Regions from separate parts of the Sus scrofa genome. Here region 2 is linked to region 1. A link is a contact called in public HiChIP or PLAC-seq data. All regions are on one chromosome and are shown on one strand. Each heading gives the region's core, a stretch centred on a gene start, on an enhancer-like site or on the middle of the called end of the contact. The rest is flanking DNA. Distances are from core to core; before and after follow the strand shown. Region 1 holds the start of MRAS (ras-related protein M-Ras). Region 2 has its middle 25 kb from the start of ESYT3.

Region 1 (4,143 bases), core at 466-2,965:
ACAACTTACTATGTCCTACCTAGAAGGCAGAATCCCCTCAGCCTTTGAAACTCAGAACCCTTTTCAAACTATGGTCCCAGCATGTGTTTCAAAATCCTAGAGTGGACCTTTTTTTTTTTTTTTTTTTTTGGTCTTTTTAGGGCCGCACCCATGGCATATGGAAGTTCCCAGGCTAGGGGTTGAATCAGAGGTCTAGCTGCCAACCTACACCACAGCCACCGCAACTTGGGGTCCGAGCCATGTCTGTGACCTACACCACAGCTCACAGCAATGCCGGATCCTTAACCCACTGAGCGAGGCCAGGGATCGTACCCCTGTCCTCATGGATACTAGTTGGGTTCATCACTGCTGAGCCAAGTTGGGAATTTTGGACTTTTCTTCCTTGACAAATTTTTATCATGTTGCTATGCTGAGACTCTAGGTGTCAAAATGGGGTTCAGAGTTTTTCAAACTGTAGGTCACAGCCCATTAGTGGGGTATGAAATCAATTTAGTAGGTCTCGCTAGCATTTTCTAATGAAACAGTGTAGAGCAAGTCAGAGTACATCGTATGTAGTAATAGTAAGTATTGTTTCTTGAAATTTTTGTTTCAGCGGTGTATATGCACATGTTTTGGTTTACAATGCCAAACCTCTTTGTTCCTATAGGTTGCAGGCCAAAATGTTTAAAAGTCACTCACTGCAAGTGACCAAAGGGAGAAAAACAAATGATCAAAAACTTTTGGAGTTTCCGTTGTGGTTCAGAAGGTTAAGAACCTGACTAGTATCCATGAGGTCTTGGGATTAATCTTTGGCCTTGCTCTGTGCATTAAGGATCTGGTGTTTCTGTGAGCTGTAGTGTAGGTTGCAGATGCAGCTTGGATCCCACGTTGCTGTGGCTGTGGTGTAGGCTGGCAGCTGTAGCTTCGATCTGAACCCTAGTCTGGGAACTTCCATATGCCACACGTGAGGCCCCCACCCCAAAATTAATTAATTAATTAAAAAAAAAGCGGGTTGGAGAAGTTTGGCCATGAATGGGAAATTGATTGAAAACTGCTCTTCTGGCTGCAGAGAGCAAGAGGGAACCAATGTGAAGGATAGACCACAAGCATCACAGAAAAAAATCTTGGGTGTGGCGGGTGCAGGGAGAACTGAAGATGAGAAATGGCTGAACCTGGAGTTCCCATAATGGCCCAGTGGAAACGAATCTGACTGGGAACCACGAGGTTGCGGGTTCGATCCCTGGCCTCGCTCAGTGGGTTAAGGATCCGGCGTTGCTGTGAGCTGTGGTGTAGGTCACAGATGCTGCTCGGATCTGGCATTGCTGTGGCTCTGGTGTAGGCTGGCAGCAACAGCTCCGATTGGACTCCTAACCTGGGAACCTCCATATGCTGTGGGTGCAGCCCTAAAAAGACAAAAAAAAAAAAAAAAAAAAAAAAAGAAAAGAAAAGAAAAAAGAAATGTCTGAACCTGATTGGTAAAGACATGACAACCCTGAGAGAAGACTACATAGTTCTTGGCACCAGATCAGGGCAGCCTGGGGGAAGAAAGGCCTTGTACTTGGCACAGAAGAAAGGTCAGCTGAGGGAAGAATGGGCCTGGGGGTGGGGTGAGCCTCTTCTGCTAACCCCTGGTTGGTGCTCCACAGTCTGCAAAAGAGTGATTCCAGCCACAGGCCCGAATGGGACTGAGACGAGCGCTTGTGTTTTCTTCACCTTCTCCCGCTTTCCCAACACCAAACACACACACAACTGACCTGCTGCTGAGGCCACAAGACAGAAGGAAAGAGTGGAGGCCCTGGGGTCAGAAGGCCCTGAATCTTGGTCCACTGGCTGGGTGGGGTGGGCCTGTGTTCTCCTGATGTCTAAAGGTAAGACCTTGAACCCTCAGGGACCACAATGAGGTAGGGAGTTCTGGAGGAAAGTTTTACTGCAATGCCCTGGCGTGGCTGTGGCTGTGGCAGAGACCAGCATTTGTAGCTCGGATTCGACCCCTAGAATGGGAACTTTCATATGTTGCAGGTGCGGCCCTAAAAATGATTTGAAAAAGAAAAAGAAAAAGAGGGAGTTCCTGTCGTGGCTCAGTGGTTAACGAATCTGACTAGGAACCATGAGGTTGCAGGTTCCATCCCTGGCCTTGCTCAGTGTGTTAAGGATCCAGCGTTGCCTTGAGCTGTGGTGTAGGTTGCAGAGGTGGCTCGTGTTGCTGTGGCTCTGGCGTAGGCTGGTGGCTATAGCTCCGATTCGACCCCTAGCCTGGGAACCTCCATATGCTGAGGGAGCGGGCCTAGAAAGTGCAAAAAGACAAAAAGAAAAAAAGAAAAAAAGAAAAAGAAAAGAAACTGGCATCAGATTGGGAGTCCCAAGCATGGCATGAAGGACTCAGGGCAGCAAGGTTCCCCCAGGCCTGGGGTGGTGGGTGAAGCTCTCAAAATGAATGGCTTCCCTGGATGTGCAAACCTGGTTCCAAGTCACCTCCGCGATGATGTCCTACTAAAAGAAGGTCCTCAAAAATGACGTCGAACTACAATGAGATACCGCTCCCCGTTACTCTCCAATAGCATGGCTATAATAAAAAAGACATGATACCAAGTGTTAGCAAGGATGTGGAGGCATGGAACGCTTATACATGGTTGGTCAGAATAAAAAATTGTGCAGTCGCTTTGGAAAACAGTGTGGGGGCTCCTCAAAATGTTATGCGTAGTTAGCATATAACCCACAATTCTATTCTGAGGTATATACCCAACAGAAATGAAAGTGTTCATACAAAGACTTGCCCACAAAGTTCATAGCAGCTGTATTCATAATAGCCCCCAAATGCAATCAACCTAACTGTTCTTCAGCTGATGAAAGATGACATGTGGGGTACCCACACAATGGAATTCTATTCAGTCACAAAAAGGCATGAAGTATTGCTACATGCCGCAACGTGGATGAACCTTGAAAATATCTTGCCAAGTGAAGGAAGCTGGGTTACAAAAGACCACATGTATGATTCCACTTACATGAAATGTCCTGAGTAGGCAAATCCATGGAGACAGAACGTAGATTAGCAGTTTCCAGGGGCTGGGAGGAAGGGGGAATGGAGAGCGACTGCAAGTGGGTTCATTTGTTTTTGGGTTTTTTTAGGGGGGAGGGTGTTATGAAACGTTCCGCAATTAGATAAGGGTGATGGTTGCATGACTTTGTAAATGTACTAAAACCCACTAAATTGTCCATTTTAAATGCTGGAATTTTATGGTATGTGAATTATACCTCAGTTTTTAAAGTAAGGAAAAAATGACGCCGTTGGAGAGCAGATAGCGGAACTGAAACAATGAAATGGATCGGGAGTGTCGCCTGTGCCCGTCTGTTGCCTCCACTGAAATGAACTTTAGGCCCAGGAATCAGGCACCAGGAGGGCCTGGGGGAAGCGACGCTGAGGGTAGAATCTAGAAAGAAACATGGATAGGTGCCTCGTTAGCGCAGTAGGTAGCGCAGCAGTTTCATAGAAAGAAACACGGCCTGAGATTCAACGGGAACCCGGTTAGGGTGGCGGCCCGGGATCGCCTAGGACCGGGGAGGCGTCTGCAGGCTCCGAAGTTGGCCGGGCGGGAGCGGAGATTTAAAGGCTGGAGCGCAGAGGCTCTTAAAGAGGCCCGGGCGAATTACCATTCGGCGTCCACCTTAAAGCCAGCTCCGCGGCGCCGCTGGTCGACCCCGGGTAAGTACGCGGGGCTGCGGGGGAGGCGGCGGCGCCCGTCTGGTCTCTTGGCGGGTCTGCTCTGCCTGCCGGGTCAGGCGGGGCTCAGCGCGTGTGGTTCTGACCAGGCGGGCCGCGCGTCCTGGAAGCCCGGGGCCCGCGAAGATGGCAGGGTTGCGGCGCCGGCCGTGTCCCCCCCACAGTGCCCACGGCGGCGGCGCTCTATTTTTAGCAGGCGCTGTTGCAATATTAGGAATGCGCAGCTAGACCAGCGCTCCCGGCGCGCGCGGGCTGCGCGGTCGCTTTAAGGAGGCGCCGGGGCGGGGGCGGGGACGGGCCAGAGCGGCCGGCGGGCCGCGGGCCGGAGCAGTCAGTCTGGCAGCCGCGGGGCCCCGCGAGCGCGGCGCTGCCTTCTCACAGGCGCAGGCATGGAGGAGGCGGCCTGAGGGCAGAGCCTGGCTGAAGCGCGCGGTGAGCAGTCGGGC
Region 2 (4,143 bases), core at 449-2,948, 83 kb after region 1:
CCACCTGACGCCTATCTTTTCCCAGCTGGGTTCAGAGCCTCCTAGCCTCAGTCTTTCCCCAAACCCTCTCTTCATTTGGGTCTCCATGGCCAATGAGATCCGTGTTTTCCCTCACCATGCCCCTCCCACAGCCCTCAGAGTCTGCTGGCCAAGGTGGCCAGCTTCCCCCAACCCAGCTAGCATGGCTGGGCAGGAGCCAAGGGAAGGACAGGCCCTTTGTCCTGCACTGGGTGGCAGGGAGGGGGTGAGGGGTGCTCTCTCCCCTGGGGGTTACCCAACCAGGCTCTCCTGGGTCCAAGGAGGGCCAGATTTCCTCCCTCTGAAGCTCCAACAGAGTTAATCCCTCTCTCTTGTCATTCTGCTCTCTGCTCAGTGAGGGATTTCTTCAGAAGTGACGTGCACTTTCTCTGGGCGGTCTAGTATCAAAGGCTAAGGTAGGAGGTGGGATTCACTGACAGAGACGCCTCTCTGTTGAGCAAAGAGCTGAAATGCCATTTGTTGAGGGCTTGCTCTGGGCTGGGCAGGGCCCGGGTTACACAGTCCGGTGAGGTGGGTAGGAGGGCACACCCCTGACCCGGCATTTATGTGAATGGCACCCCTGGGCTGCAGAGCAGCAAGGCCCTCACTGTGCCCCCAGGAGGACACTAAACTTCCCTCAGGGGAGGATTCTGTGCTTCAGAGATGTTCAGTAGGTCTCTCCAGTTCTCACAGGCCTGAGTGGCACAGCCAGGACTCCAAGGGTGTCCTCCGTGCCAACCTCAAACTGGAATCAGAGGACACTTCCTCACAGACCTTGGAGAGTTATTCCAACACTATGGGCCTGGGTTCCCTCATCCAAAAAATGGACTCGTGAGTATTGACCCCTGCTGCTGTGAGAGTTAAATGATTCAAAGAATGCTATGTGCTGGCATTCACGGAGAATAATCTCCCATACTTCACAGATGCTGTTCTTTTTTCTTTCTATCTTTTTTTTTTTCGTCTTTTGTCTTTTTAGGGCCACACCCGTGGCATATGGAGGTTCCCAGGCTAGGGGTCTAATTGGAGCTACAGCTGCCAGCCTACACCACAGCCACAGCAACACCAGGTCCGAGCTGTGTCTGTGACCTGTACCACAGCTCACAGCAATGCCAGATCCTCAACCCACTGAGCGAGGCCAGGGACCAAACCCTCGTCCTCATGGATGCTAGCCAGGTGCATTACCGCTGAACCACTTCCATCCAGTGTTATTTCTGTAGTAGTAGCCGCACTACTAGTAGAATGTATTATCCGTCCCTATTTGAGATTCCTGGGAAGCTGGGCCAGTGTCCCCCTTGTCCACCAGGGGGCACCATCACAGAGCAGATGGATCCCTTTCCAGCCTCACCGTGTTTGTAGGGAAGGCCTCTGGTTTCAGCTGCAGAGCAGTCCTGGGATGCCAAAGGTCAGCCCCTCTACCGCCTGCCCCTGCTCTCTGCCCTGCCCTCTGGGACTGCCCCCCTCCCCCACCCCCAGGGCCGCTTGTACCTAGATTAACATACACCCTGGGGACCCTGGATCCGGAGTGTAGCAAGTTCACCATAATTTGGCAAATGGTTCACACAGGCCCAGGCTGGTGGACCCTCTTAGGAACTGTTGGGTGAACTCCAGCACTTGCCCCCCTCTGGATCTAAACACCCGCTCCCTGGGAGACGCCCAAGACCCTGGCCTCTGGCCTGTTCACTCTGCAGCCAGCACTTCACACAATGTGTGAGGGACTCCCTCAGGCCTCAGTCATAGATTGAGCTTATTGACAGGGCAGATTCCAAAGCCCCCAGCTGGGCCAGCAGTTCTCAGTAACTGCGCAGCACCTGGGAACTTGTAAAAAATTCTCCCCACCCCAGATTTATTACGTCAGAGACTCTGGGGTGGGGCTCAGCAACCCATGGTTAATAAGCCCTCAGGTGATTCTGCTGCCTGGGGAAGTCTGAGACCCATTGGCCTGCGCTCTTCTGTGGTGACAGGAATCCCTCTCCACAGACATTGCCAAATCCCTCGCCAGAGCTCCAGTGGGTCTAATCCATGATTTCCAAGGGGCTGAAGTGTTTTGTCAGTGGTGCGGTTGGTGGTTGCCAGGGCTGTGATCGGTATTTTCCCATATGATGGTGCTCAAAGCTATTGTGGCTTTATCTTGATGAAAATGTGTAATGTTTTCATGACAGTTGCTTAGCGAATAGAACCCCAACTTGTGACCGACAACTTCACAGATCATCAGATTTCATAATCTCTCTTGTTTCCAGCAGCGACACAATCTTTCTGTTCTGAGGCAAGGCGAGGTTGCCCTGAGATGGTGAGGTGGCTCTGTGACCTCGTGAAGGGGGAGGGCTGCTCACACCCAGTCCCTCCCCCCAGGGAAGTACCAGGCCTGGAAGCGATCGGTGTGGTATACGGAGGGATGGGTCTGTGCCTCTCATCCCTGAGTCTTTAGGAAGCTCACAACCTCAAATAAAATGTTGGCAGAAAGTGTGAAAAGTTCATTCCTTTCCCTTCGAGTCACCTCTGGGAGAGGAATTTCATAGAACTCAGCATTGCCATCCACATCCCCCAAATATGTATGGTGAGAAGGAAAAGGTAGACTGATTTCCTATGAAAATGGAGCTGGTGGCACCATGCAGGCAAGGCTTGCTTAATGATGCTGGAAGGTGTCAGAACAGTTTGGGTGTTTTTGGTTTTGGTTTTGGTTTTTTGCTACAGTGTGCAGTGGCTTGAAGCGGGGTCTCAATTCCCAGACCAGGTCCAGATTTGATCATCATGATCATCATGACATCATCAATATTTTACTCTAGCATGATGTCCAATGGGATAGGAAGACAGTGTCTTATGCTTCTAAGTCTTATGCATCTAAGTTGTAGTACAGAAACAGAGAGGTGACATCATGCTGAGGAAAATGGTGTATTTCTCTACCAGGTGAAAGCAACCTTTTCTCTCCTGTTTTCTAATTGCTACAATAAAAAAGCATTAGAACATTTGAGATCAACTGCAGTCTTCTGGGTACGAGAGTCTATGTTGATTTGATCTAGTAAGAGACCCTCAACTGGAACAGCAGATACAATTAGACGTATCATTTAGTTAGGTCTACAGTTAGCCAAGGTATTGAAAAGGAGTTCTTCCTCTGGGGAAATGGGTTAATAATCTGCCCACTCGAGGAGGGTTAAAGGCTATGCACCAAAGAGCCTCAGTGTTGGGGAGCAAGGCTCCCTCAGTAGCTCTAAGTGCAACATACCCAAGGGCACCAGTACCAGGTGACAACATGCCAAACTAGTAGGGCCTCCCCTCTCCTCATCTCAGCTAACTTTACGTGTTTACTTGACTGGACCATGGGTGTCCAGATATTCTGATTCTGGGTGCATCTGTGAGGGTGTTTCTGGATGAGATTAGCACTTGAGCTATGTCCTGAGTGTAGTATGCTTGGGGGTTGTCCATTTCGTTGAGGATCTGAATGGTATAGAAATTTGGAGAAAGGAAGGAGTTCCCTGGTAGCTCAGTGGGTTAAGGATCCAGCATTGTCACTGCTGTGGCTTAGGTCACTGCCTTGGCATGGGTTCAGTCCCTGGCCCAGGAACTTCTGCATGCCCCAGGTGCAGCCAAAAACAAAAGAAAAGAAAGAAGGGGGTAAAAAAGTGAAAGGAGGGCAAATTCCCTCTCTCTGCCTGACTGTTGATCTGAGATCATCAGCTTCTCCTGCCCTCCAACTAGGAATAATGCCATCGGCTCCCCTACTTCTCAGGGCTTCTGACCCAGATGAATCACATCACCAGGTCTCCTAGGTCCCCAGCTTGCAGATGCAGATGTGGGGATTTCTCAGCTTCCAGAATGATGTGAGCCAATTCCTTATAAACATTTTATTTTGATATAGCCATAGACATCTTATTGGTTCTGTTTCTCTGCAGACCCTAATATACCTCCCCACTTAGGAAGGAGGTGAACCCCCTGCCCCCACCTCAGATTTCCTAGTCAGAGGCACAGCTAAAAGAGAGGAGAAATTTAAATCAGATAAAAAGTTGGAGTTTCAGATATTGGATTGGATAGGGCTGTTTTATTACTAAGATGAACTGTTCTTAGATCAAAAACAATTAGAAAATCTGAAAGCTGTCCAAGATGTCATTCAGAGCATGGAGGAGCACCCCC

What was found. HiChIP or PLAC-seq counts read pairs in DNA pulled down with a chosen protein or histone mark.
Region 2: a contact with region 1 is called in an H3K27ac HiChIP or PLAC-seq map of alveolar macrophages. The contact joins the enhancer-like site here to the promoter of MRAS in region 1. A contact is called at or near these places in 1 of 5 promoter capture datasets (liver), 14 of 47 Hi-C or Micro-C datasets (alveolar macrophages, brain, embryonic fibroblasts and 8 more) and 2 of 2 datasets of contacts at active chromatin or transcription factors (alveolar macrophages and skeletal muscle).

What each region holds. Positions count from the first base shown.
Region 1 is chr13:79,135,774-79,139,916 of Sscrofa11.1, forward strand. It overlaps MRAS (ras-related protein M-Ras), which reads left to right and starts at 1,716. Exons shown (of 7, transcript XM_021069517.1): 1 at 1,716-1,847.
Region 2 is chr13:79,218,938-79,223,080 of Sscrofa11.1, forward strand. No RefSeq gene overlaps it. Among named protein-coding and RNA genes, the nearest start is that of ESYT3, 25 kb to the right of the region's middle. Within about 2 kb of position 1,699, at least 13 of the 83 cell types and tissues checked have an H3K27ac peak or open chromatin away from gene starts, as enhancers often do. A contact at or near this core is called in alveolar macrophages, embryonic fibroblasts and omental adipose tissue, where this site is marked.